Regions from separate parts of the Mus musculus genome. Here all the other regions are linked to region 2. A link is a contact called in public Hi-C, HiCAR-type, Micro-C and promoter capture Hi-C data. All regions are on one chromosome and are shown on one strand. Each heading gives the region's core, a stretch centred on a gene start, on an enhancer-like site or on the middle of the called end of the contact. The rest is flanking DNA. Distances are from core to core; before and after follow the strand shown. Region 1 holds the start of Mcm5 (minichromosome maintenance complex component 5). Region 2 holds the start of Large1 (LARGE xylosyl- and glucuronyltransferase 1). Region 3 holds the start of Tom1 (target of myb1 trafficking protein). Region 4 holds the start of Isx (intestine specific homeobox). Region 5 has its middle 27 kb from the start of Isx. Region 6 has its middle 25 kb from the start of Mcm5. Region 7 holds the start of Rasd2 (RASD family, member 2).

The links. Promoter capture Hi-C pulls out the DNA fragments that hold promoters and counts their contacts. Hi-C and Micro-C count contacts between places; a contact is called where the count stands out from the background. HiCAR-type assays count read pairs that join an accessible place to other places.
Region 1: a HiCAR-type map of astrocytes shows a contact between it and region 2, with 7 times the contacts expected there. The contact joins the promoter of Mcm5 here to the promoter of Large1 in region 2. A contact is called at or near these places in 4 of 39 promoter capture datasets (embryonic stem cells, liver and pre-B cells), 4 of 484 Hi-C or Micro-C datasets (CD4 T cells, LSK cells, embryonic stem cells and 1 more), 8 of 115 datasets of contacts at active chromatin or transcription factors (astrocytes, craniofacial prominence, embryonic forebrain and 5 more) and 1 of 9 other capture datasets (adipose tissue).
Region 3: a promoter capture Hi-C map of pre-B cells shows a contact between it and region 2, with 7 times the contacts expected there. The contact joins the promoter of Tom1 here to the promoter of Large1 in region 2. A contact is called at or near these places in 9 of 39 promoter capture datasets (cranial neural crest, embryonic stem cells, hippocampal neurons and 4 more), 7 of 484 Hi-C or Micro-C datasets (CD4 T cells, Sertoli cells, cardiomyocytes and 2 more), 11 of 115 datasets of contacts at active chromatin or transcription factors (differentiating embryonic stem cells, embryonic brain, embryonic forebrain and 8 more) and 3 of 9 other capture datasets (adipose tissue, embryonic stem cells and liver).
Region 4: a contact with region 2 is called in a promoter capture Hi-C map of stem cell-derived epiblast-like cells, with 20 times the contacts expected there. The contact joins the promoter of Isx here to the promoter of Large1 in region 2. A contact is called at or near these places in 11 of 39 promoter capture datasets (the C10 cell line, the SN4741 cell line, cranial neural crest and 6 more), 20 of 115 datasets of contacts at active chromatin or transcription factors (SST interneurons, VIP interneurons, craniofacial prominence and 12 more) and 1 of 9 other capture datasets (embryonic stem cells).
Region 5: a contact with region 2 is called in a Hi-C map of cortical neurons. The contact joins the enhancer-like site here to the promoter of Large1 in region 2. A contact is called at or near these places in 10 of 39 promoter capture datasets (the C10 cell line, cranial neural crest, embryonic stem cells and 5 more), 1 of 484 Hi-C or Micro-C datasets (cortical neurons), 12 of 115 datasets of contacts at active chromatin or transcription factors (SST interneurons, VIP interneurons, craniofacial prominence and 7 more) and 1 of 9 other capture datasets (embryonic stem cells).
Region 6: a HiCAR-type map of astrocytes shows a contact between it and region 2, with 3 times the contacts expected there. The contact joins the enhancer-like site here to the promoter of Large1 in region 2. A contact is called at or near these places in 2 of 39 promoter capture datasets (liver and pre-B cells) and 2 of 115 datasets of contacts at active chromatin or transcription factors (astrocytes and stem cell-derived neural progenitor cells).
Region 7: a Micro-C map of embryonic stem cells shows a contact between it and region 2, with 4 times the contacts expected there. The contact joins the promoter of Rasd2 here to the promoter of Large1 in region 2. A contact is called at or near these places in 4 of 39 promoter capture datasets (hippocampal neurons, liver, pre-B cells and 1 more), 2 of 484 Hi-C or Micro-C datasets (LSK cells and embryonic stem cells), 7 of 115 datasets of contacts at active chromatin or transcription factors (astrocytes, embryonic forebrain, embryonic limb bud and 3 more) and 2 of 9 other capture datasets (embryonic stem cells and liver).

Annotation. Positions count from the first base shown.
Region 1 is chr8:75,107,967-75,111,440 of GRCm38.p6, forward strand. Mcm5 (minichromosome maintenance complex component 5) reads left to right here and starts at 1,543. Exons shown (of 17, transcript NM_008566.3): 1 at 1,543-1,655; 2 at 1,734-1,908; 3 at 2,124-2,250; 4 at 2,334-2,462. The coding sequence starts at 1,742.
Region 2 is chr8:73,351,885-73,355,483 of GRCm38.p6, forward strand. It overlaps Large1 (LARGE xylosyl- and glucuronyltransferase 1), which reads right to left and starts at 1,656. Exons shown (of 15, transcript NM_010687.2): 1 at 582-1,656.
Region 3 is chr8:75,031,775-75,034,946 of GRCm38.p6, forward strand. Tom1 (target of myb1 trafficking protein) reads left to right here and starts at 1,912. Exons shown (of 15, transcript NM_011622.3): 1 at 1,912-2,053. The coding sequence starts at 2,002. It overlaps Hmgxb4 (HMG box domain containing 4), which reads left to right. Exons shown (of 11, transcript NM_178017.2): 11 at 1-204.
Region 4 is chr8:74,871,674-74,875,126 of GRCm38.p6, forward strand. Isx (intestine specific homeobox) reads left to right here and starts at 1,501. Exons shown (of 4, transcript NM_027837.3): 1 at 1,501-2,184. The coding sequence starts at 1,968.
Region 5 is chr8:74,898,359-74,901,832 of GRCm38.p6, forward strand. No RefSeq gene overlaps it. Among named protein-coding and RNA genes, the nearest start is that of Isx, 27 kb to the left of the region's middle. Within about 2 kb of position 1,558, at least 12 of the 459 cell types and tissues checked have an H3K27ac peak or open chromatin away from gene starts, as enhancers often do. A contact at or near this core is called in VIP interneurons and cortical neurons, where this site is marked.
Region 6 is chr8:75,133,354-75,136,458 of GRCm38.p6, forward strand. No RefSeq gene overlaps it. Among named protein-coding and RNA genes, the nearest start is that of Mcm5, 25 kb to the left of the region's middle. Within about 2 kb of position 1,553, at least 26 of the 459 cell types and tissues checked have an H3K27ac peak or open chromatin away from gene starts, as enhancers often do. A contact at or near this core is called in astrocytes, where this site is marked.
Region 7 is chr8:75,212,032-75,215,388 of GRCm38.p6, forward strand. Rasd2 (RASD family, member 2) reads left to right here and starts at 1,913. Exons shown (of 3, transcript NM_029182.1): 1 at 1,913-2,047.

The DNA.
Region 1 (3,474 bases), core at 293-2,792, 1.8 Mb after region 2:
TGGATGTCCTGGAACTCACTTTGTAGACCAGGCTGGCCTCGAACTCAGAAATTCGCCTGCCTCTGCCTCCCAAGTGCTGGGATTAAAGGCGTGCACCACCATGCCCAGGCATAGGACTCTGTCTTTTGACCAGTGAATTTGCTGACTCTGCTTCACTCTGACTTTTGCTAAAATTCTGTTCAGTGCCTAAGTCCAGCATTCCATCTGTACCTGAGGGGAAGCCCCAGCCAACAATGCGGAATTACATCCCTGCTATTGGTGACAACTGTTAAGAACAGCCTCGATTTTGGTCAAGAAGCAAATAAAGCAATCTAAAATAAAATGTGTTAAACCTGTCTTGGCACACAGGGATTACCATGAAATGCTGAGAAAACCAAGTCTTAGATTCACCTGGTATTTTTTTTTAATTGCAAAAATGCTCAAACTTTATTCTCTGTAAATATATGTTTGAATGGTTGCTGCAGCAATAGGTTTCCACTTGTTCGTGTGGATGGGAGGAACTCAAAGGAAAATCTACACTAAGGTTGCTATGCTAAATCTGCCTCCCCCCCCCCCCAAGATTTCCATTTGGAATTTGGCCATGAATTTTGCATGGTTTAAGCATTGCCAAGGAATTAAAAAAGTTCTACAGTCATCATAATTATTCGTCTGAATCTGAATGAAAGAAAACATCCCTGGCTTCCTGGGCTTTGGTACTATCTGAGTAGGGGAAGGTGAGCCACCTGGTCCCAAAGCTGCGGAGACAGCACTCTGGCACCTCCTGCCGGGCTGGAGCAAGAGTACACCTCAGGCATACTGCTTTCTCACAGCAGCTCTGAAAGGGGTGGTTTTCTCATATACTTATTTTAAAGGCAGGGTTTCTTCAGCCTCCCTAGTGCTAGCAGATATGGGGGAGGGCTGATAAGTCTACTTTTTATTTATGTGTCTGTATCCAATTGCTCAGTCATTGCTCCAGTCCGTTTCCTTTTACTTAAAAAAAAAGTGTACTTATGTACAGATACATATATCTTTCTCTCTCTACATCTAACATGTACGTGGCCCATAGAGGCCAGGAGAGGACATTGGGTTCTCTGGAGCAGGAGTCACAGGCAGTTCTGAGCCCCTGACTAGGGTACTGAGAACAGAGACTGGGTCTTCTAAAAGTACAGCAAACGCTATTGACCACCGATCCATCTCTCAAGTCCCACCTTTTTACTTGGGAAAGGGGCTCCCTAAGTCACCCAGGCTGGCCTTGAACTTGCGATCCTCCTGCTTAGACTTTACGAGGAGCGGGGCTGACAGACCTGCGCCACTGGGCTAGGTTTTCTCCGAAGGCCTAAGGTTTAAACGCTCACAAAGCTCCCGAGCCTCTCCGCCATCTTTGCTCGGTTAGCTGCTAGCGCCAAGAACTTTCGCGCCAAAACGTCCAGCCTCACAAAATGGAGACCGGAAAGAGTTGACTCGTGACGTCACCAAGACGCCACAGCCAATCATCTTGGGAACCAGGCCTTGGAGGCGGGACTCAACCGGCGCAGAGCAGTCCAATAGCTATCCGCGGCGCTGAACGAACCAATAGGAGCGCAGAGACCGCGGTGGACAAACGCGGAGGCTGGTTTTTCCCGCGAAAGTCGGCTTCCTCTAGGAGGGCTGAGGTTCGTGTGGCGCGCCGCTGTGAGGTGAGGGAATTGCGGGACCCCGTCTAGGGAAGCTCCCGCCGCCCCGGGGTGCTCAGCTCTCTGTCTCCCTTGACCCAGGTACAGTCATGTCGGGCTTCGACGACCCGGGCATTTTCTACAGCGACAGCTTCGGTGGCGACCCCGGTGCGGAAGAGGGCCAGGCCCGCAAGTCGCAACTGCAGAGGCGATTCAAGGAGTTCCTGAGACAGTACCGAGTGGGCACCGATCGCACGGGCTTCACCTTCAAGTACAGGTGCGACAGTGTCCGTGAACCATTCTTACGGGGGACGCCTTTTCTTGACAGTCCCTCTTCAGGCCTAAATTTAGGATAGAGTGGTCTACAATTAGGTGTCTTTTGAGAGAGGTGGGGGCATTGGTGCCTGTGAGGACCGGGGTGCACAGGCACTGCTGCTGACGGTCCCTCAATGCACCCTTCCTGTCCCTCTGCCCCTTTGTTGACCACTAAAGAGATGAACTCAAGCGGCATTACAACCTGGGTGAATACTGGATCGAGGTGGAGATGGAGGACCTGGCCAGTTTTGACGAGGAACTGGCTGACCACTTGCATAAACAGCCGGCCGAGCACTTACAGCTGGTGAGTAGCACCCATTTCAGAGCCTCCTAAACCCGGGCCCTGCCCCATCATCACCAGCAGCTTATGCCTTTCCTCTTCTTCAGCTTGAGGAAGCTGCCAAGGAGGTGGCAGATGAGGTGACCCGGCCCCGGCCAGCTGGAGATGAGCTGCTCCAAGACATCCAGGTCATGCTCAAGTCAGATGCCAGCCCGTCGAGCATTCGGATTCTGAAGGTAGGAGTTTATTGAATGGCTAGTCAGGGTGGCATGGCCGCTGTGTGGTGCAGAAGGCGTCTGAGACAGGTAGCTTGGAGCACCAGATGTGTGACCCTGACCAAGACATTTGACTTAACTTAGTCTTTATCCTGTGTAAAATTACCTCAATGGGGTTGATGTCTTAAAGGGAAGGCAGAGTTGAGTCTTGCAGAACAACAGTGAGTTCCTATCCATCAGGGAGACTAAAAAAATAGTAAATGCCATCCATAACTGGGAGGCAGAAGTAGAAGCCTGGTGTACATGAGACCCTGTCTCGAAAAGAAAAGAACGTGGGGACAATGTGGCTATTGCTGAGAGGGTAGAGAGTTGAGGAAGAATACTTTAGAGGAAGTGTTGTTGGAGCTGAAATTGATTGATGTGTAGCCAGTCGGGTCAAAACCTTGAAGAGTGTTCCACCAGACTCAGTCTAATGAAGGATTGCAACAGGGAAACCAATGGAAATCATCTCGTAGGTGTCCTCTGGTACAAGTCATTCCTTGATTTAAGCCTGAATCATAATTAAGGCTTAAGCCCTTTAGTTTTGTTTCGTTGTTTTGTTTTTTTCCGAGACAGGGTTTCTCTGTATAGCCCTGGCTGTCCTGGAACTCACTCTGTAGACCAGGCCGGCATTGAATTCAGAAATCCGCCTGCCTCTGCCTCCCGAGTGCTGGGATTAATTGTCCTACATTCTTATCACTGGCATGCTTGTGGCCCTTTCATAGTTTAAGAGTCTTGTGCATGTGTGTGTTCTCTAATCTAGCCCAAGATGCCCCGAGTTGGAGAAATGGTAGGGAGATTGTCTCACCTGTAGACTGGTGAGGCTGGCACAGAAAGCAATGGAATGTGTGAGAATGTTTCACTGTGTATAGTGAAGATAACAGAGACTAAAAAGAAGAGGACTTGTCATCTAGCTTAATGATTAGTAGTAACAGGCCAGCCATTTTGACTTTACTGACTCCTAACAGTATATGTCCCTGAAAGGTGAGGATTT
Region 2 (3,599 bases), core at 406-2,905:
CCTCCAGAAGCAATGACATTTACAGGAAGCTCTGAGTAGACACTGATGACTACAAGAAGTTTAGTGTAACAGGACAGACCAGGTATGTTGGTTGGGACTCCCCCTCACGGGTATCCATGCCATCCAACCACTTTATCCTAAAGAGCTTTTGGAAAATGTGGATGCATACACCCAACCCGGCCTCTTTTCAACCTATTGGAAAGTTCTCTGGGCATCCCATCATAAAAGGCAGGTGAACGTCGAAGAAAAGCAGGAAGGGTCCCAGGGTGGCGGGAAAACAATACCTCCAGGTGTTACTAAGAACCTGCCCCCTACACACACACACCAACTCGCTCTTGCCTATCAATATCTTGTACACCTAAGAGCATGTCAGGCCCTGAGACAGATCCTGGGGACACTAGAGATTGGGGTCTTCCACCTCCTGCTTTTCCGGGACTCAAAGCCAAGTCAGAAACGGTGTGCCCATCCTTTTTACTAGCATCCTAAGCACACCGGGTACCAGCCACAGGTTTGGATAAGTTGTCCAGCATTGCTCACTAAAGCGTTCCCACGATGGTTCTCTCGCACATCAGGGCTCTTACCTTGGCCTTGACTACATCCAGGCAGAGGTACACTCCGAAAGAGCTGAACCGCGTGGTGCCACTGACGCCTACTAAGTGCAGTGGGTCCTGGTGGAGATCCCAGCTGGAGCTGTTCTAACCCGACCGACCGACGGTGCCAAGCACAGACTTCGGGACAGCCTTGGGCTCCAAATATCAATAGGAAAGGTCCGCCTTGCCGGGACTGAGCACTCTCCCTTCTTTCTCCTCCTCCGAGGCGGCTGCCGAGAGCTGCTCTACGCCAGAAGGACTCTTCCAAGCCCTGGGCGCCTCGCATGGGCAAGGGCCTGGGGGCCGCCCTGGGTTGGATCCGGGAAACCAGCGCCAGGAAGAAACGGGGAGCCGCAGCTCTGCCGGCTTCACCTTCCGCGCCCCTGACCGCTTAACCCCTTCAGGGCAGGGCCTGCCCGCAACCGGCCCGGCCAGGCAAGTACACCGGCAGCCCCAGCCACGGAGAAGAGGCGAGGCAGGAGGCAGGAGGCTGGAGGCAGCTCAGCCGGACCGAGAGACCAGCGTGGCGAACGAGCACTGGGACCGACCGTAGCTGCTTGCGGTGACCCTCCCCCCCACCCCCCGGGCCTGCGCCGCCCGCCCGCGGCTCCGCGAGAAGCGGGCGCTGAAGAGGGCCTCGCCCGGGCCTGGGGCGCGGGACCGGGGGCGCGGGGCCGGGATAGATGCTCCTTGGAAGGTCACGGCCGCCGGGGCGCCGCGAGCGGGACGCAGCCCGATGGGTGCGGGGAGCCCGGGCGGGCAGCCCCCGCCGCCACCTTGGAGACGCGCCGGCTTCCCGGAGCGCTCAGGTTTGGAGCCGCTCGTCCGCTGCAGACGCTGTGGGCAGCCTGGAGCCGCGAACGGACAGGCGCGCGATCCCCGCTTCCCGCGCGGGGCCGGGAGAGAATCGCTGTGCGGGGACCGGCGTGGGAGCGCGCTGGCGGGCGCTGGTGTTGGAGCTCCAGGCTAGTCCAGCCGCCGCCGCGTGCTTAGAGCGTCGGGCTCGTTCGGCAGCTGCAGTGACTGTGTGTCTGTGTCATGTCTGTGCAGCTGGGGGGCGAGGGGGAAGGACCGCGATCCTGGGCTGGGTTCCGAGCGGGGGCGGGACCGGAGCCCGCCTCGGGGCCACGCCTCCTCCCCGTGATCGCATGGACAGCCAATGGGTAGCGCCAGGAATGTGCGTCTCTAGTGCCCGCCCTGCCTAGGCTACGCCTACGACCAAGCGCCTCCCTCCGCTCCTTGGTTCATTGGAACGCAGGCGGATGAAACACCCGGAGCCCGGAGCCCGGGCCGGGTCTCGGGAAAAGGGTGCTAGCTGGAGCTCCCCGCCCTTCTTTCCCGGACTCCGGCTACCCCAGATTTGGATGAAAGAGAGTGAAGAGAGGCGGGTTGAGTTCGCAATTGTTGCTTCCGGTTTGCGAGCAGGGTGGGTCACCGTGCCACTCCTTTTACAAAATAACGGTTTGGGGGGAAGTAGGAAGTTTACCCTGCTTTTCCTTCGGTTGGGAACGCGGCTCTCCCCTAGGTTGACCGGTCATGGGGCAGCCAGAGCTGTGAAGAGGCCCGATTTGAGCGGTTTGACATCATCTTGCTTGGATTCTGGATCCAAGAATCCTGTGCAAGACTCTGGTCCCCCTCACCAGAGGAAACTACATTTTTGTGTCCATATATACACGCATAGATGCACCTCCTTTCTAATTTTACTCTTGCTCAGAGCCCCGCTTTCAACGTCCACTAAAGGGACATCTAAGCCTCCGGATGTTGATGAGGAAGGTGAGGATGCGGAGAGTCCGCCCGGACTGCGGAAGGAGCGGAAAGATTTGGTTATAGTAAAGGGGATGGGATGTCCCTTGGGAGAATACCCTCCCTTGAGGCTGAAGCAGAGCCTGGGTGAGAAAGAGGACCAGAGCGGACGGTCTACTCCCACTGGAAGACGGAGCTCCGAAACTGCGATCCAGCTTCCGGGTTTTTTCCTCAACTAGGTCCCTTGGCTTCTGGGGGCCCCTTCCCCCAGAGTCCCCACCTCCCCCAATCCGTAGGAGCCACTGAATCTCTGTCTTCCCCTGCGCTTATCTCCTCCGGCAGCCCACCCACTGTCTTTTAATGGCTGGGGAGGATGGAGAGAGGTGGGATGCCTTAGAAAGGGCTTCCTATCTCGGGACTCTGAGCTGACTATCTTACCCGAGGTGGAGCATCACTCTAATCTCGCATTCGAAGATCCAGCTCCTCTCTGATCCCATCCCTCATCCCCAGCTCTGGCCTTGATACCTACACCCTTGGACCGTCCTTTGACCTGCTCGACACTCTCGGCTTCCCTGCGTTCTCTAGAAGCCAGGACCCCTTTTACCACCAGCAGGGGCTCTCCCTCAGTTCCCAGCGCTGTTTACCTAATCAGTAGGAGCCTAAGTCTTGGAGGATGCGAACCGAAGGTAGCGGTTGCTTCGGAATAGTTAACTGCGATGCTGGGGTCCTGATGTCTTATCTCTACCAGAATAAGTCTTACCACGAACGTTGCAGGGATAGCAAATCGTATCTGGGTTTGATGCCATTATTGTGTCGGAAAAGAACATTATATGGTAAAATAGTATCTAATATCCTAAAAGCCATTAAAGTGTCAAAGTTTAATGCCAAGCCTTTTAGCTCGAAGGCAGCTCAGTTCTTCCTCTAACATACAGCTTTGTTCTAGAACTCCCAGAAAACAAAGAGATCGTTTTATTTTATTTTATTTTATTTTATTGCAGAACGGCAGTCCTTTCTACTTTCTTCCTCCTCCCCCACACCAGCCCCCACCTTGGAACTGGGTAAAATTGAAGCAGTAATGTGTGCTTTCTTTTTATTTATCGCTTCGCTTCAGTTCATCAATGGTGTAAAAATGCATTATTACAATACATTAACATGTTAATAAGGGAAAGGAGAGTCTTGGAATTCACAAGCAAAAGAGGAAATAATTGAATTAACATCAGAAACTCAAATATGATGAATGTGGGAAAGAAATGTCTCCATTAAAAT
Region 3 (3,172 bases), core at 662-3,161, 1.7 Mb after region 2:
ACATTTGTATAATAATCTGTACCTTGTGGTATTTGGTACTATTAGAGGAAAAATTTTGGATTCAGGCCTTCTTGCTGTTTTTATATCATTGTTTTATTTTGTTTTTTTAAATAAATCCTAGTGGTTTGATCCAAATCCTATTACAGTTGTATAAAGAAACAATATTTTGTACTTATATTAAAGATCTCATTTTTAATATTTATAGTCCAGTCTTAGCTGTCTTTTCCCTAATTGGGCTAATCGTAGTCGGTATAACTCTACTCTACCCTGACATTTCTCTATAAGGGAGTGGGGGCTGAAGAGATGGTTCACTGGTGAAGAATATTTCCTGCCCTTGATAAGGACCCAAGTTAGATCCCAACACTCATCCAATTGAATGTAACTCCAGTTTCAGAGGATCAGTCACCCTCTGTAGCCTCCTTAGGCACCAGCACACAAGTGCATATACCCACACAGAGGTACACACACACACACAAACACAAAATTTAAAAATTTTAAAACCAAATCCTGAAATAAAGGTCAAGTTACCATGTTCCTATCTATCCTGGGCCATGCAGCCCTTGGGTCTCAGGTTGAACACACCTTATATGTAAAGGCTCTCAAATATCATTTGCATGTATTATAAAAGGAGAGAATATGATAGTTGTGGCATAGCAAATGAAACCATTTAAAATATTGCTATTGGCCTAAATCAAAAAGTATCCATCAATCTTTTGTCAGAGTTGCATGAAAATTCTATGCCAAAAAACAGACAGTTCATATCCCAGGAGCTTTCCAGAGTCTTGTCTATTTTAAATAAAAAAAAAATGTGATGTCACCTCCTTGTCTCTGAGTCAACAGCCACATGGCCTGAAGTGAATATGTGCTAATACTGTGAACATTGAAATATGGAAATTTGACCTTTCATGGTTAAGGAAAAAGTTAATGGAAAAACAAAATGTTAAAAGTCATAAGTAGCAAAAAAAAAATAATAATAATAATAAGGCTGCATGCTATGATGCACATACTTCTCCAATTCCAACACCCCAGGGATCTGAGTTTGAGGCCAGACAAGGGATATTGTCAAAAAAAAAGGGGGGGTGGGGGGGACTGCAGCACCGGGTTTCAGTGTGGCAAAGTCCTAGGTATGAGCCCTGCCAAAATGGAGGAGGAAGTGTGATGGCCCACAGTACTTGTTTAATCTCAGATTAAATGTGGTGAGAGAATCGATTCCTCCACGTTTTCTTCTGACCTCTCTGTATGCACCATGGAACACACACATATAGAGTTAAAAAAAAATTTAAAAGTTTAAAACATAATGCCTTACAAAGATACAGCAAGGAGGAAGCAACCATTACGGAATGCCTTATGAGTGATTTTCATGTCACCTCAATACTCTGAAAGCATTACATTATGGATATTTACAGCTGAGGGGAACAGATAAGGAAAAAGCACTTTTCCGGTTTGCCAGGTGAGAGCCAAGGCAGATGAGGTGGCTTATGAGGTGAAAGCATTTGCCACAGGACAGGCAGTTCATTCTCTGTCTCAAGAGAGCAAAAACCCAGGCCCTTGCCTCCTCTGGCTCTTGGAGCGGGGAGACATCAAATGGAAATTTCGAGTCCGACTTGGGCAAGGAGGCTGTCATCCTCAGGGCTTGGTCCCCAGGACTAAAGGCTAAGACACTAATACTAATACCTGTCTGAGTATGCGTAACCTGACCCAGGTCTTTCCCTGGCCAGAGACCCAGTTTCAGGATGTCAAGACTTCCAGGCTCCACAGTGGCGCGCACTGAAGCTTCAGGGGCGTGGCTTAGAAGCCGGCCCTCCCAGGCCCCGCCCTGGTGTGGCGTCAGCCACGGCCCAGGGGCAGCCTAGTAGGGGGCGGGGCCTCGTGGCTGCGCTCCAGAGCCCCCGCCTGCCGGCACCACCCCGCGGGCTGGCCAACGGGTCACGTGGCGGGTCGGCGGCGCCGGCGGTTGCTGTCACCTGATTCTGGGAGCTGGTGGCAGCGGTAGCCGCGGCAATGGACTTTCTCCTGGGAAATCCGTTCAGCTCTCCGGTGGGACAACGGATCGGTGAGTCCCCGGAGCCGCGCGCAGTCCCGCCCCTGTGTGCCGCTCTGGCCTTGGCCCTGGGACCTGTCGGAGTCCGCAGTCTGGCAGACAGGAGGGAGGCTAGGCGGTGAGGCTGGCGCGGCGCTCTGGGCTCCGCCCACCCTATGACCCACCTGATTGACAAGAACACGGGCCAATCGGAAGTCTTATATGGGGATTGATGCTTGATGTAGCCAATAGGCAGTGGAAGGAGGCGGTCCTGGGCGGATGTGGTTCAGCCAATGTGTGCGTGCTGGGGTCCGAGTAGAGGGAGAAAGTTTGGGTTAAAGGGACTGCTGTGATGAGAAGGCGTTGGGCCGCGCCACCACCGGGCGCGCGCAGACTAAGAGCCCCTCCCGGGCTGGCGGCGTCTTGATCATTCGCCGCGTCACCGACTCTTCACATTCCGAGACGCCGGGGTGTCTAGGTTCGGCCGCGCCTCTGTCCCCATGGTCGGGAGTCTCGGGTTTATGTGACGTCGCCCCCGTGATGGTCCTCGCCCATAGTTAAAGGGTCATGGCCCAGCCTTCCTGGACTTGTTTGATCATTAAATGCATTAATAAGATAGCACTGAGGATGTTTCCTGGCACATGGCTAACGCCTGTCATTGTCAACGTGTTACCACCTACTGGGGCTGGAGCCCATGGGAAGGTGCCGGCTCCCAGCACCTACTCTCGGGCAAAGGCCAGGCGGCGACGTTTCCCCAGGAATGGGTGGTCTGGGCGTGACATCCATACCCCCTTACCTGAAGGGTCCCGACGGCATTGTGAAATTGGGAAGGCCGAATCTGAAAGCTAAGGCTTCCCCTGAAACTGTTAACCCAGCTCTGTGTTGTAACCAACACTGCAGCTGTTAGTAGCTCTTTTGAGGTTCTCATCAGTTCTCTGCAAGGGAGCTCTGATGCCTGAAGCCCAGGTGCTTCACCATAAATCGTTGTTTGAGACCTGGAAAGAGAAGGCAGTCTTCTTCGCAGATTTCCTATGTAAAACAGGCAAATTAGTCTGGCCTTCAAAGCCAGCCTCAAAGTCCTGAGACTTTTTGGATAAAGTCTTTTGGGTTCAGTCTTTTAAACTGCCTGTCAGTTCAAAGCTCAGCATCTCT
Region 4 (3,453 bases), core at 251-2,750, 1.5 Mb after region 2:
GGAGACAGAAATGAAATGCCAATTAATTTCAAACTCAGAAAGTAAATATATATAAGAACACCAGACTGGTTGCTGTCTTCATGAATTTGTTTCAGGCTTTGAGGAAAGCACCAGGATCTATTCAGAGAGCCAATCATGTGACTCGGCTGCCTGCAGAGCAGGAGTAGACATCCCATAAACCACTTAAGGCTTCTGACTCACTAACACTCTCCACTTTGCTCTCGCCCCTCCCTTGGAGCCTGCAATCAATCAATCAGAAGATGGCGGCTTCACTGTTGGAAAATCCCTGCTTCTTCCAGCTGGCATGAGCCTCTGTAGATCACTGCAGAACCTAATCTCTCCCCACTAAATCAGAGATTCTGGCACTTCCAGAAGATCTGCTCCTGAACAGGACCTCTTCGTCTGTTTCCCCATCTCAGGGAAGTCCTCCGTCTTCTAACTCCTCCCCCTCCAACTCAAAGAAAGGGGAACAACTGTGCCTACCCCACATCCCCCTGTAGAGAGGTCTGCATTCTAACATGAGGTTCACATTCACAGTTGGTTAGGGCATTGGTCATTCTGTGTTGTAACACTCTGAGGCTTCGCAGGACAGTCCTTAAATTCCTCCTGTCACTCCATCCCCTGTACCCCTTTGTTCTGAGCCTCGGTTTCTCCATATGCCCTACACACGCTTTAGAATGCCTTCCCTGCTCTAGCACTGGTAAGCCAAGAAACACATCTGTGAGGGACTACCCCTGGCTGAGCCTCACCCATCACACCCAGGTTCACCCTATAAACCTCTGCAAATCCCACAAATTCTCCTAAGTGTTTTAACACATTTCGCTGCGCCTTGGCCGTTCCTCCCCCACCTTCTGCTCTTCTGTTCCACCTGGCCATTTCTTCAGCACCACGCCTCTGCAAGGCATCCTGTGTCTATCCTCCAATCCTGGCTGTTTCCCTCAGCTCTCCACCCAACACCTGCATCCCATCCCATCTCCTAGGGTGGGGACTTGTTTCCCTTATCAGCCCACCCTCCTCCTTGGTTACACATTTCTCTGAGCAGAATTCCTGGCAAGATAGAGCAGTGACTGTCAGCTCCAAGCCCAGAGTTTACTGGACTGGGAATCTTTGTGGCTGTCTTGAAGACAGTAAAGGGTGATCAAGCAGGAAAAATTAATAAGGAAACCCCAAAAGAAGGAGAAACGAGTGGCTAAAGAATTTACTATGTGACTGGAAGTCAGGGAGAAGAGAACAGAATAAAGCCAACACCAGCCCAGAGAGCACTGGCCTCAGACCACAGGCCTGAGGTAAAAGTGAGCACAGACCCCCGCAGGGAGCCAGCATCGACCTTAGCCTCTACCTGAAGATCTGCAGAGGCACAGGAGCCCTGGAAGTCTCATTCCTGAGACTGGAAGCTGGGTTGAGGAAGTCCAGAAGGGCCTCTGAGAAGACCTTTCAGCCACAAAGAGGCTCAGGGTTCACTTGGCCATCTAGGGCCCATAGGTGGCAGCCTAGCCTCCCAGGGACTGCCTGAAGCCAGCAGGAAGGGGACACAAGTCAGAGAGAGGACAAAGGTGGATGCTGGCTCCAAACCTCATCCCACCAACCCTGCCTGTTTTCTCTTTGTTTTCTGGTACCATTACTCAGTTCGCTCCAGGATCCTTGCCTAGGCTGGTAACTGTGAAAGCCTCCACCACCAAGAAGATCCTCTCTGGAAAATTGAACCTCTATTTGGTGACAACTATAGACCTGTGGATAGAGGACAAGTGCCTACCAGCTCTTCTGCTGGAAGCCACCTCCTAGTCTTAAAGGTGTTCAAGGTCCATGGAAGTCCCTGTGTCCAAGGAATTGTGGCTGAATTACCCAGCATCAGGATTCCCAATCACCACCTCTGTGTCCCCAGAAGCTCCGGGAAGAAAATATACCACCCTCTGCTGGCATCTCCCTGGGCACACACAGAGTGTTCCTCCTAGCAGCAGGGCTAGGCCATGGCAGGCCCTACGATCCACAGGGACATGGAGAAGAGTTCAGGATACTGTGAAGCCCCAGAGAATCTGGGCTTGTCCTTCTCCATTGAGGCAATCCTGAAGAAACCCACAGAAAGAAGAAGTTTGCCCAGACCACAAAGCATTTGTAAAGAGGACTCCAGGCAGACAACTATCCCAGGTTCCAAGCTGGAGAGGCCCCCACAGGATCAGCCCCAAGGTAAGTGATTTCTGGTCATTTTCTTTTGTTCTTGGGGAAGGGGTGGGAGACTCAAATGATCTCTGTCAATAAAATAGGGGGGCTGTGACATCCAAAGGGATAGTAGGTCTTAAACAAGTTGCTTTTTAAGCCTTTCAGTCTAATATACAACTGTGGTATTCAGAGTGCATAAACACATAGGCTCAGGTCATTGTGATGTGCAGGGGCCCAGAGCTTATCCTTGTGACCAGGCCATGGCTGGGAATTATCAGTCACATTCATTCTGCACTGATGAGGTGGTGGGCACTTTCCTTCCATTTGGACAGAGATTGTGATAACTGGACTAATAAGAAAAGAGATGGATAATGTTACCAAGTTATAAAGCTGGAAGTCACAATCTGAACTCAGGGCCTGGAACCCCAAAGCCTTACTTCTAGCACATTCTCCCCATGAGCTGAGCTCAGCCTGCATGGCTTCTAGTAGCTGAAACTTTGTCGGGGTCTGTCCTCACAGAGTCCCCAAACCCAAGTCTGTATTCACCAGAGGGAATGCACCTAAATAAGTAAGCAGATAGTTGTCAGGCTCTCATTCAAGCCAGCATCCACTCAGGGTGGTGGATACCCTAGGTGTAAGAGCTAGGGAGCTGTGTGACTCTAGATGAGTTCCTGTCCTCTCTGATCTCAGCTTTACTCTGTGAAACAGTTCGATAAATGTGGGGTGGGGTGGGGAGTGATGTTGGTGCTTATGAAATTTCAAAGACCATTTGGTCAGGAGTCTGTAGGCCAGGAGTGTCTCACATCAGACCCAGCTCTTACCCCTTTCCACACTTTCATCTAAGAAAATGCTGGGCAGATAGCTCAGGGGAGTCCTTGACAGCGTTTCCTTCCCACACAGAGCCTTTCTGCAAGCTAGCCTCCCACAGAGGTTCCTTACAGGGGCTGTGCTCAGCTCCAGGCAAAGAGAAGATCCAGAAGTGGCATTAGCCTAAGCAGCAGGGGAGCTGGCTGCTTCTCTGATAGAAGATGGCCTTGGGCTCAGCTCTCTGAAGTTCACTGGTATCTTCCAGTCAATCGAGGGTTCACAGAAGCCAGTTCAATAGGGTCTTTAACCTAGGTCTCTCTTGCTGCAGCTGTATAAATGAATATCACCCTCCCCATCACAATGAGAGAGTGCCATGCTGCTGATCCTAGCAGATAAGAAGAGACTGCTCTTTCTACACCTCCACTGACAATTTTAGCAAGTTCTGTGTGCGTTTTCTTGGTAAAGCCAAAGCAGACACCAGAGAGTGCT
Region 5 (3,474 bases), core at 308-2,807, 1.5 Mb after region 2:
CACCAGGAGTTCATGAAAACTTGGCAAAGCTGGGAAAATGTGGGTCTGATCATAGCACTGTCCCCTTAGGCTAAGGCTGGACTGACTGAATGGAATCTTGTTCCAGAGCCCTATGTGAAAGCCTAAGATGGGGGCTTTCCCCATCAGAGGTCAGCCACCTAGCTGGGGTCACCTTTAAAAGACAGAGAGGAAGACCCCATTTGTACATCTCACTTGAGATGACCTGAAGAAACAGGAAATAAAGGATTAAAAACAATCTGTAACAAGTCAAAACAGGGGTCACCAACTGAAGGATATCTGGGGCTTACTTCCAAAAGTGACAGGTAGAGACTTTTCTGAAGGTATCAAATAGAGAGAATTGATTGTTTAGAAAGAAGTTCAGCAAACACCCAGGAAGCAGAGAGCTCCCCAGCAGGGAGAGTGAGACAGGTGTCCTGAGAGGAGCAGATGGTCAGTTAACATTGGTTAGCTATATATTCCAAGCATTATCTATCTAAGCTTAATAAACAGAGAAAGGTAAGTAATTCAGAGTACCACTGTAATGCCCATATTTTCATGGGTAGTAGACACTGGAAAACCACAGATACTAAAAGAGACTCCTCCCTCTAGAGAGCTGAGAAAGTTTGACATGGTGTGATGAGTTGTTGTGTGAATTACTCTTCTCATTGCTGTGAAAAATATATATATAAGCAGTGACTTAAAGGAAGAAGGGTTCATCTCGCCTCATAGACTGAGAAGAGAGTCCACCAAAGCAAGGAAGGCCTGCTGAAAGGGGCAGAAGAAAGCTGGTCACATGGTGTCTGCAGTCAGAAGCAAAGAGTAAACAGGAATAGTACTGGGCTATAAATCCTGGTGACTGCTGGGAGGTGGTGGCGCACGCCTTTGATCCCAGCTCTTGGGAGGTAGAGGCAGGCAGATTTCTGAGTTCGAGGCCAACCTGGTCTACAAAGTGAATTCCAGGACAGCCAGAGCTACACAGAGAAACCCTGTCTCAAAAAAGTAAAAAATAAAAATAAAAATAAACCCTGGTGACTCATTTCCTCTACTGGGGGCTCCACCTATTAAAGGTTCCACAACCTTCCCATCACCAGTTAGGGACCAAGTGTTCAAATATGTGAGCCTGTGGGAGACACTTCATTTTCAGGCACAACAGTTAGTGACGGGAGATGGTCCAGGGAAGCCAGGAGGACCAGGAAAAGCCTCTTCAGAGTCAAGGCTTAGGGTTGAGGACTAAGAGACAGATAGAAACCAGCCCTGAGGAGGCTGAGGGCCATGTCTCAGGACGACACATCAACTGTGCAAAAGCTCTGACATGTGGCTATTATAACATGTTCAAAGAACACACATTTGTTTTTACTTTAAGGGCTCCCTGGTTAAGCTGAATAAGATCTTAAAGTCCTTGACAATGTTATGCACAGCATAGCTCAGCCTTAATTTCCCCAACTAACAACTTTAAGTCAGGGCTTCTTTCAAAAATGCTGTCTACATATGTGCGCACTGCACAAAAAAAGCAATGGAACCCCCTCCTCCCACAGGAGGAGGCTGGTGTTCTCTGAGTGCTGGCAGGAAGCTAGGACCAGAGCCACCTGGCATTTCTGATACCCAGTAAGTACCATTGTTGTCATAGCTACCAGGCTTAGATGGATATGTTCTAGTGAAGTGTTTGTTGTGCTGCTTTCTGCTCATCATTCCCTGAACTTCAGAGCTCCCATCCAGACTGTGTGCCTTTCATTGCTTATCCTCGGTGTGAAACTGCCAAGTGTATCATGAACCTGATTGATGAGATGCTTTGGAGTTCTGTTGCTGTTGCTGTCATTTTGAAACAAGGTCCAAACGTGCAGCACACAGGCTGAATGTCTCCCATGATAGTCTTGAATACAGGCCAACACGTTCACACATTAGCATCGCATCAAAACTTCAAAGGTTGGACACCCCAGTTAGCCACTCCTACAGAACTTCACCCTCTGAACAACTTTCTTCCTGAGCCTACAACACTACCACTCTTTATGAGGTAGGAAAGTGGGGTAGGACAAGGCTGCTGATCTTCAAAGCATCATTTTCTTGTATAGATATTTCACAGAACTAGATTTTAATCAGTGAAAGAGCGAGCCATCTTTAATCCAAATGAAGACATTACTTAGTGCCTTTATTTTAAAATTAATTCCATCTCTGGGGCTGATTGAATGATTATTGTATGTATGCATGCTCATCTGTGTTGATTGTGAATGTGTGCATTGTCACAGCATACCTGTGGAAGCCAAAGGGCAACCTTCAATTTTAGTCCCCACCTTCCATCTTGTTTGAGAAAGGGTCTCTTCACTACTTCCCACAAAGTGGCACAACCTGGTCCTCCACAACCTTGATTTTCAGTCCCTTATCCCTTCCTGTTGATGTTGTTTTGGAAGGTTCTGGAAACTTTAGAAGGTGCAGCCTAGCTGGCAGAAGTAGGTCACTGGGAGCAGGCCTTTGAAGGTATCTTGCTCTTTGATTTGTGGCTCATAGAGATGTGTACAGCCTCTGCCATCCACACCCACTGCCAAGAGTCAAGCTGTTCCAGGGGCCCTCTCTGCAGGACAGACTGAAGCTTCGAATCAAGATGAATCCTTCCACACTTAAGTTGCTAATGTCAGGTATTTATTCATTGTGTTTCCAAATTAGTGCAAGTACCCAACCTGTTGTGGACCTAGATGGAGCTCAAAGAGGTTAAGCACGTGTCTCTTATCAAAGAGCTCAGTACTATACAGACTAGATCTAGAAATTAGCTCTTTAGCCTAGGAGGACAAATCTCCTCCCTCTAACCTGCACTTGCTAGACTAATTCCAGGAACACTCAGTTCAGATCACTCATGGAAACCTCGAAGTTGCAGGCCCTGTAAGTTAAGATGAGAAAGGAAGGCCACTAAGCTGCTTTATTTTTCTGTCAGAAAGTGAATTCGATTCCAGAAATGGTATCCTCTCCACGGACGAGGATAAGAAGTTAGAGAGCTAGAGGGACTTGCCCAAGGTCAGACAGTGAAGGTTAGGAACCAGAAAGTGGGGTTTGGGGACCCACAGGACAGAGAACTCAAATGATTCTTTTTTATTTTAATGTTATTTATTATCATGGGGTATGCATGATGTGTATGTGAGAGAGAGAGATCATGTGTGTGAGAGCTGTAGGATGCACACGGAGGTCAGAGAACAACTTTCAGGAGCTGATTCTCTCCATTCACAGTGACTGAACTCAGGCTGTTTGTATGGCAAGTGCTTTAACCCACCAAACAATCTCCATCACCTCCATGCCCTACGTTCCTCTTTATATCCCCAAAACATAGGCAGATACCCTACTGCCCTCATAGCACTGGGGTAAGGTCTTTGGCAGGTGCATTCCAACCCAGGGCACTGCTTCAGGGGTACCATTTGAGCCCACAGAGGCTCATCAGGCCCCACCAAATGTATCAACAGCTGCCATCTGCAGCTGCAGAGACCCCACAGG
Region 6 (3,105 bases), core at 303-2,802, 1.8 Mb after region 2:
ACTGAGCTACGTCTGGTTTTCTTTTATTCCTCCTTTCTCCAGGGAGTCCTCATCTTAGGCACAGCTGATCCCGGAAAATCCACTTTCTTGCCTCAGAAGAGGAGAATTAAGTATTCAGAGAGCTATGGGTTACTGTAGGCGGTCTTTCTTCCCCATGAGGTTGCCCTGGAAGGGAGGGTTTTTAATTGATGAGAAGGTTGTACTGTCTGGGTGTGTTTTCTGTCTGGGCAGCTCCTCTCTGAGGCCATCATAAAGGAAGCAGGTTGCCCTCTGTCAGGCCCCAGCTGTAGTTTGCCCTGTTCTTTCTCTGTCTGAATGGAACATTGGTTGTTGGGAAGGCTTTGCTAAGTATCTTGTCTCTGAGCTCAGCACAGGACAAGCCCTGAATCTCACCTTTCCCCAAAATCCATAGTCTCTTCATCTGGGCCTGCTGAAGATTACATGTTTAGTGATCCAGTGACTAGCTCTGGCCAATAGCTAGTTCACAGCCTGTAATAATTAACATACCATTTCTTTAGCTTCTCATCAGTCATTCCAGGTTAGTTCCTAGGAAGGGCAACATGAATGGAATCTGTCTTCACCCCTACAAATAAGCCTTAGTTTTATGTCACTAAGGCAGTGGGTTCTTTGTTACTCATTTAATCTTATTTATCCTGACTGATAAAATATTTTGGACTTCCTCCCTAGCCTGTTAGAACAGTTAAAAGGCATGTTTTTAATGCAACAGTTCCCTGCTCTGGTATTCTGCCCAAGAATGTTTTTTGTTTTGTTTTGAGACAGGGTTTCTCTGTGTAGCCCTGGCTGTCCTGGAACTCACTCTGTAGACCAGGCTGGCCTCGAACTCAGAAATCCACCTGCCTCTGCCTCCCCAGTGCTGGGATTAAAGGCGTGCGCCACCATCGCCCAGCCAAGGATGGGCTTTATTTCACCTGGTACAGCCCCTTTCCAGGGAGAGAATATGGTATCGTCCATTCATGCTTGCCTGCATTCCCCACTGCTCATCAGTCTATATCATAGGGCTAATTCTACTTACACTGTGAGAGTTTAGGATTAAATGTGTCAATGCTGGGCCCAGGGCATTTTCTCTGAGGTGTGTCTCAGTATTACTGAAGCTTTTAGTTCATTCATCTGTATTTGCCTGGCTGCCATGTGTGTCCTGGACACAGAAGATAGAGAACAAAGCAGGAGAGAAAGATCCAGAGAGAATGTCAGCATTGCCTTGTGAGTCTAAGGTAATAAAACTCCATGAATGCTCTGGCTGTGGGTTCCTGGTGGCCCTATACTTTGAGATGCATCCAAGGGGCTGGCAGGGAGTGGGGGTGGCAGGCTGCATTATATAAGCCTGCAGCCTGAAAGCCAGGGTTCTGTTTTGACAGTTCTGTTCACAGCCCCCACATGGACATGCTCCTTAGTTGCAGAGCTGAGTGGGGAAGGGAGCATCATGGGAGTCTGGAAGCATCTTATCCCAAGCTCCTATGCTAAACCTGGCAGTTCTCTAGCCTGGACCCAGGCCATCTGCTCAGTCCCTTGCTCAAGCCCAGCCTGTCTGACCTCTTTTGGCTGACTCTGGGAGGGCCTAGAGAGTAGAGAAAGGACTGGCAGGGCTTCCTGAGGAGAGAGAGAGAGAGAGCAAAGTAAGCATAGGAAGTCAAACTTGGGAGGGAGGGGAGGGGACGGGAGGGAAGGACTGCTGGGGCCGTGCCTCTAGTGATGGTCAACATTCTTGTTTATGAAAAAGGGCCCTCTGAAGATGCCATTCTGTGGATAACTGGGGGCATGCTCTTGGCATTGTAAGATAACCCTGGCCCTGTAGCAGAGCAGACTTGGCCCTGTGTCAGATTGCTGTCCTGTTACAAATAGATGAGTAGCTTGAAACAGCAGATATTCATTGCCCTTGGTTCCTGGGAGTTAGCTCAGCACAGCCTAGCTGGGACTTTTATCTCTTCTGTTATCAGGCTGCAGTCTCTAGGAAAGTTGGATTGAATGAGAACTTTCTCATCTCCCTCACATGGCTCCTGGTACCTAGAGAGGGTGTGCCATTTAATCAGACATGTAATCCCCAGGACTAGAAAATGAATGGAAAGCCTTTGGGTTCTTGAGTGATTCCACATTGCCTTTTGGTGCCCCCATTTTAGTGGGGGGAGAGCCCTGCATCATTTATTCTGCCTCTCTCTGTCTTACCTTTCCATGGGGCAGATCTATAGAAATAGAGTAATGACAGGGAATGGAATAATGGCCAACCGAGGCTTCCTGTGAGCTTTCCCACCAACACTGGCAGGCCTAAGGAGCTGAGGGTATTTTTGTCTGGCCCACCCCATCTGTTTTGCCTGTCCCTTTCTCTGAAGTATTGTGCCTGCAGCTGTAGCCTGAGATGCCTTTTCTTGGCTCTGGTCTAGATAGCTGCAAACTGGCCATAAAAGTCCCTCCTCCCAGTCACTCTACTTTGTTGTGAGTAAGCCACTCTTTAGATTTAACTAAAATCTGGCAGTGGAGGGGCACGGTGAAAGGGATGAGGAAGAGATAAGAGAGCTGGCACCAAGGCCCTGTTCCCTCTCTGCATTTCAAACTTGCTGGAGTGTGCCTCCTCTGTGCACACAGTGAGATCTGAGGCTGGCTCAGCAGCTGGGTGAGGGAGATGAGAAATACTCCTCATTCAATCCAGCTTTCCTAGGAGACTGCAGTTTAATAAAAGAGAGATTCCAGCTAGGCTGTGCTGAGCCAATCCCCAGGAACCAAGGACAGTGAGTATTTCAAGCTACTGAGACATTTACTATGCAGCCACAGAGACCTCATACACTCAATACTGCCTCCTAAGAGCCAACTGTCCTCCCATTCTTCTGCTTCCCACTGCCCTGAGGCCTGAGCAGGACTCACAAACTCAAGTTCAAGGCAGCTTAAGGCTGAGGAGCTGACCTTAAATGTCATTTTGCCATTTCTGGGTTCATTTTTTGGAACAATCTACTAAAAAGCAATGCTCTCCCTGATGCCCAGCTCCTTATAGTGTACAAAGCCTTTTCCTCCTATTGTTCTAGCTTGGTGTTCCTGACCACTCTGAGAGGCACCGAGGACAGGTCAAGTAGCAGATGAACAGTCTGAGGCCCCAAG
Region 7 (3,357 bases), core at 663-3,162, 1.9 Mb after region 2:
GTCAAGATACTTTAATGTTTGATGAGCAACCCATTTCCTGTGTTTTAAGCCCAAGGCCATGTTAACGATTTTGTTACTCAATGGACTTGGCAGTATTGATGCTCATTCAAAAATAACCCAAGCATGGACCAGAGACTTCCACAACTGGTCCAGGGAGGAACATTTGGGTGGTGAGCGACAGAACTGGAGCACAGAGCTCTCACCCAGGCTTTCCTGCCTATGACACACACAGCTCCCAGAGAAGGCTGTCCCACAAAGGAGACATTCCCTATGCGCAGGACCAGGAATTGAAGGGAACACAGCACCTACTTCTTTCTGGTCCACCTAAAGGAGTCCGTAGAAAAATGTCTGCTTTGGGCGAAAGAACTTCCACCCCTTCCAAGCCTCGCCCGCACATCTCCCTGGATAAAGGCAGGCTCCAGCTGCAGTTCAGAGGCCTTGCTTTGTTTTCGGGCTTGTTTTATACTAACCTTCTATTTATGGCCTGGGACACAGGCTTCCCATGTAAGGCAATGACATTAATGAGACTGAAAAATGTGTTGGGGGTAGCGGGTCTTGGATTAAAGAAAACATTAAGAAATATGTGGCCCGTGGAAGCAAGAACGCCTGATGTCTGGCTTGGTTCAAAGCGCTCCCTAGGATAGCACGCTCTGGCTCTGTCAGGGACGGGAAGACTAGGTCCCACCAAGCCAGAGGAGGTCTCTCCATAGAGTTCACTCTGAGCTGCTTCCATTACCCAAGGTGATTCAGGGCCCCTCGTGGCTGCACGTGTGCCGCCCATGTGCTCCGCAGGCCAAGCGTTCGCAATGGAAGCCGCGGCCTGGACCGGGCTCCCGGCGAACGTAGGTGGGCATCGGAGGGGGTGGAGGTTCGCTCAGGGCGAGGTTGGGAGGTCAGGAGCGGGTTCCCACAGTTTGGGCTGGCTTGCGGGCGAGTGCGTGCTCAGTGTCAGCCTCCCAGGCCCGTGCCTTACGGTCTTCCGGTCACGGTGCGCGTGGCCGAAGCCTCGGGATAGCCCTCCTCCCCCGCGGCCCCAGCCCCACGCGCCCGGGCACGCGTAGCCGCAGATTGCCGCGGCTCCTAGACTGGGGTGGGGCGGAGGCGGGACCTGGCCGCGGGACCCGCCGCTGATTGGCTGCTCATGGCGGGGGCGGGGTGCAGGCGGCAGAGCCCAGGCGGCGGCGCTGGGCAGGTGGGCTCGGGACGTAGCGCGCGCCAGGGCCCGAGGTAGGCGTAGGTTGCGCATCTGGAGCCCGAGCTTGAGCCACCGGGAGAGCACGAGGGAGGAACCCACCCTAAGAAACTTCTCCTCGCTTGGGGAGAGGAGGCACAGTGCGGAGCGACGTGGGCTTCAGGCGAAGTTGGAGCTGCTGAGCTTCGGGGCGGCGTTCGAGGCCCCCTCCCACTTGCGCGCTGAGCGCAGCTAGCGGCGTCGGGCGAGGAGCAAGCGGCGGTCCTTTCCGCGAGGGTCGGCTGCCCGACTGAGGGCAGCCGGGAAGGACGGCCCGGCGCACAAACCCCTCTACCCTGCACGCGGCCACCCGCTTTGCGTCCAGAGAAGGAGGTAACGTAAGCTGCCAGGCGGGTTCGTAGGCCGATCGTCACCCCCAAAAGTCCTCCTGAGTCTCCGGGGTTCGCTTCTATATCCCCGGAGTCGTGCCCCTTCCCCTTCAGCGCGGAGCTCCAGGCGGGGGCACCCCGTACTGGACGTCCCCAAACCTTCGAGCACCTGGCTCAACCGGAGTCCCCCCTGTCGGGGCAGGGCAGGGCCGCCGGCGGCGAGCCGGAGCCAGCCCAGCGCCCCAGCCCCGCCGAGCCCTCGGAGCCCACCCATGGGTCATCATCCCCTGATCCGCGGGCCTCCTCGCCCTGTCGCGCTCAGCCCAGCTCCGGGCGCCGCGCGCAGGAGGATCCGTACGCAGTGACCCTGGAGCCCCCGCAGACGCCGGGAGACTCAGCGGTCGGAGCGGCAGGCGGCTCCCCGCACCTCCAGGAGCTTCCAGGGAGCCCTCCAAGCCGTGCTCGGGGTCCGTCCCGCTGTTCTCAGGTAAGGGAGACATCCCAATAGAACAGGAGAGGTAGCTAGGTGGAGTGGGGCAGCCGGCTCAGTAGAGGGACGCAAGCTCGGTGACGCTGGCATTTTATGACAAAGGAAACTTAAACTGTACCCTCTACGTGCTGAGATGCTTTATACACGTAGAGCATTAAGCTCACTAGATGCCTAGCCTACTACCTCTGGTGGTCTTTAGCCCCTTACATAGCGTAGGAAAGTGGATTTATTGAGCTCTTGTGTGCTCCGTTTGTCCCTGGGAGCTTTCTTTTAGACCAAGAGACAGTCCACTTTAAAAGGAGGAAACTGAGACTCAAGAGGAAGAGGCAGTTACCCTCCCTAGATAAAACCTCAAGCAAGAATGATCAGGGGTCCTTTAACCTATCCTAGCGTCCCTTGAGCTTTGGAGCATTTCCTGCAATGTTTCCTTGCTACCATGGTTTCCTGAACTCAAGTGGCCAGTGTGTGGGGCCTCTGAGCCACACTCTCTTGCCCACCTCTGCCACCAGTCCACGAAGGATGAGGAAGGGTATTGGATTGTCCTGGACCTCCTGGAAGCTAGACTAGGGTCTGGAGCAACGACCGGCTTTGGACTCTCTGATTCAGGTTCCTCCTAAGCCTCAGAGGGACAAAAAAGAGTCCCTGCAAGTCGTCCACGGGGCTGGGAGCAGCCGGGTGGCTCATGACTACTCAGAGAGACTGCCCAAAGAAAAGAGTCTTGTATTGGAAAGGTTTCTGGGTACCTGACCGTGTTGCGTTTGTTTCTACCCAACGTTTAACAGAGAGGTGAGCTGAGTGCACAAACCAGATCACTCAGAGGTTCTGTGCTGACACAGCTGATCATCCAGAAACAGATGCCCCCTGTTCTCTGCCCTCCTGACATCCCCAGGATGGGAAGGGTGGCTTTGTAAAGCTCCTGAGACTCCCCAGAGCCTAGGGGAGGAGTCAGGACTACAGCGTGTCAGTCCTAAGAGGCTTGGGATGTGCACACAGGTGTGGCAGGTAGTGTAGTGAACCTGGCTCTGGGGTGCACCCAAGGAACTCATCCTGACCAATCTGTACCTGTTCAGCTCCCATCAAGCACTGGGGCAGACACAAGGGTGAATGGCCCACAGTTGCACTGCTTGTGAGCTGCTGGCAGGGTATGCAGAGTCCTGGGCAGGATGCCACCCCAGCTGCCTAGAGGGAGAGAGGAAACAGGACTATAACATGGATCACAGAGTCATTCCCTGTCCAGTGCCAACTGGGGCTCCACTGAGTCAGAGCTATTAGGAGAAGACTAGTTGAAGCCACTAGAGGGGTGGGAG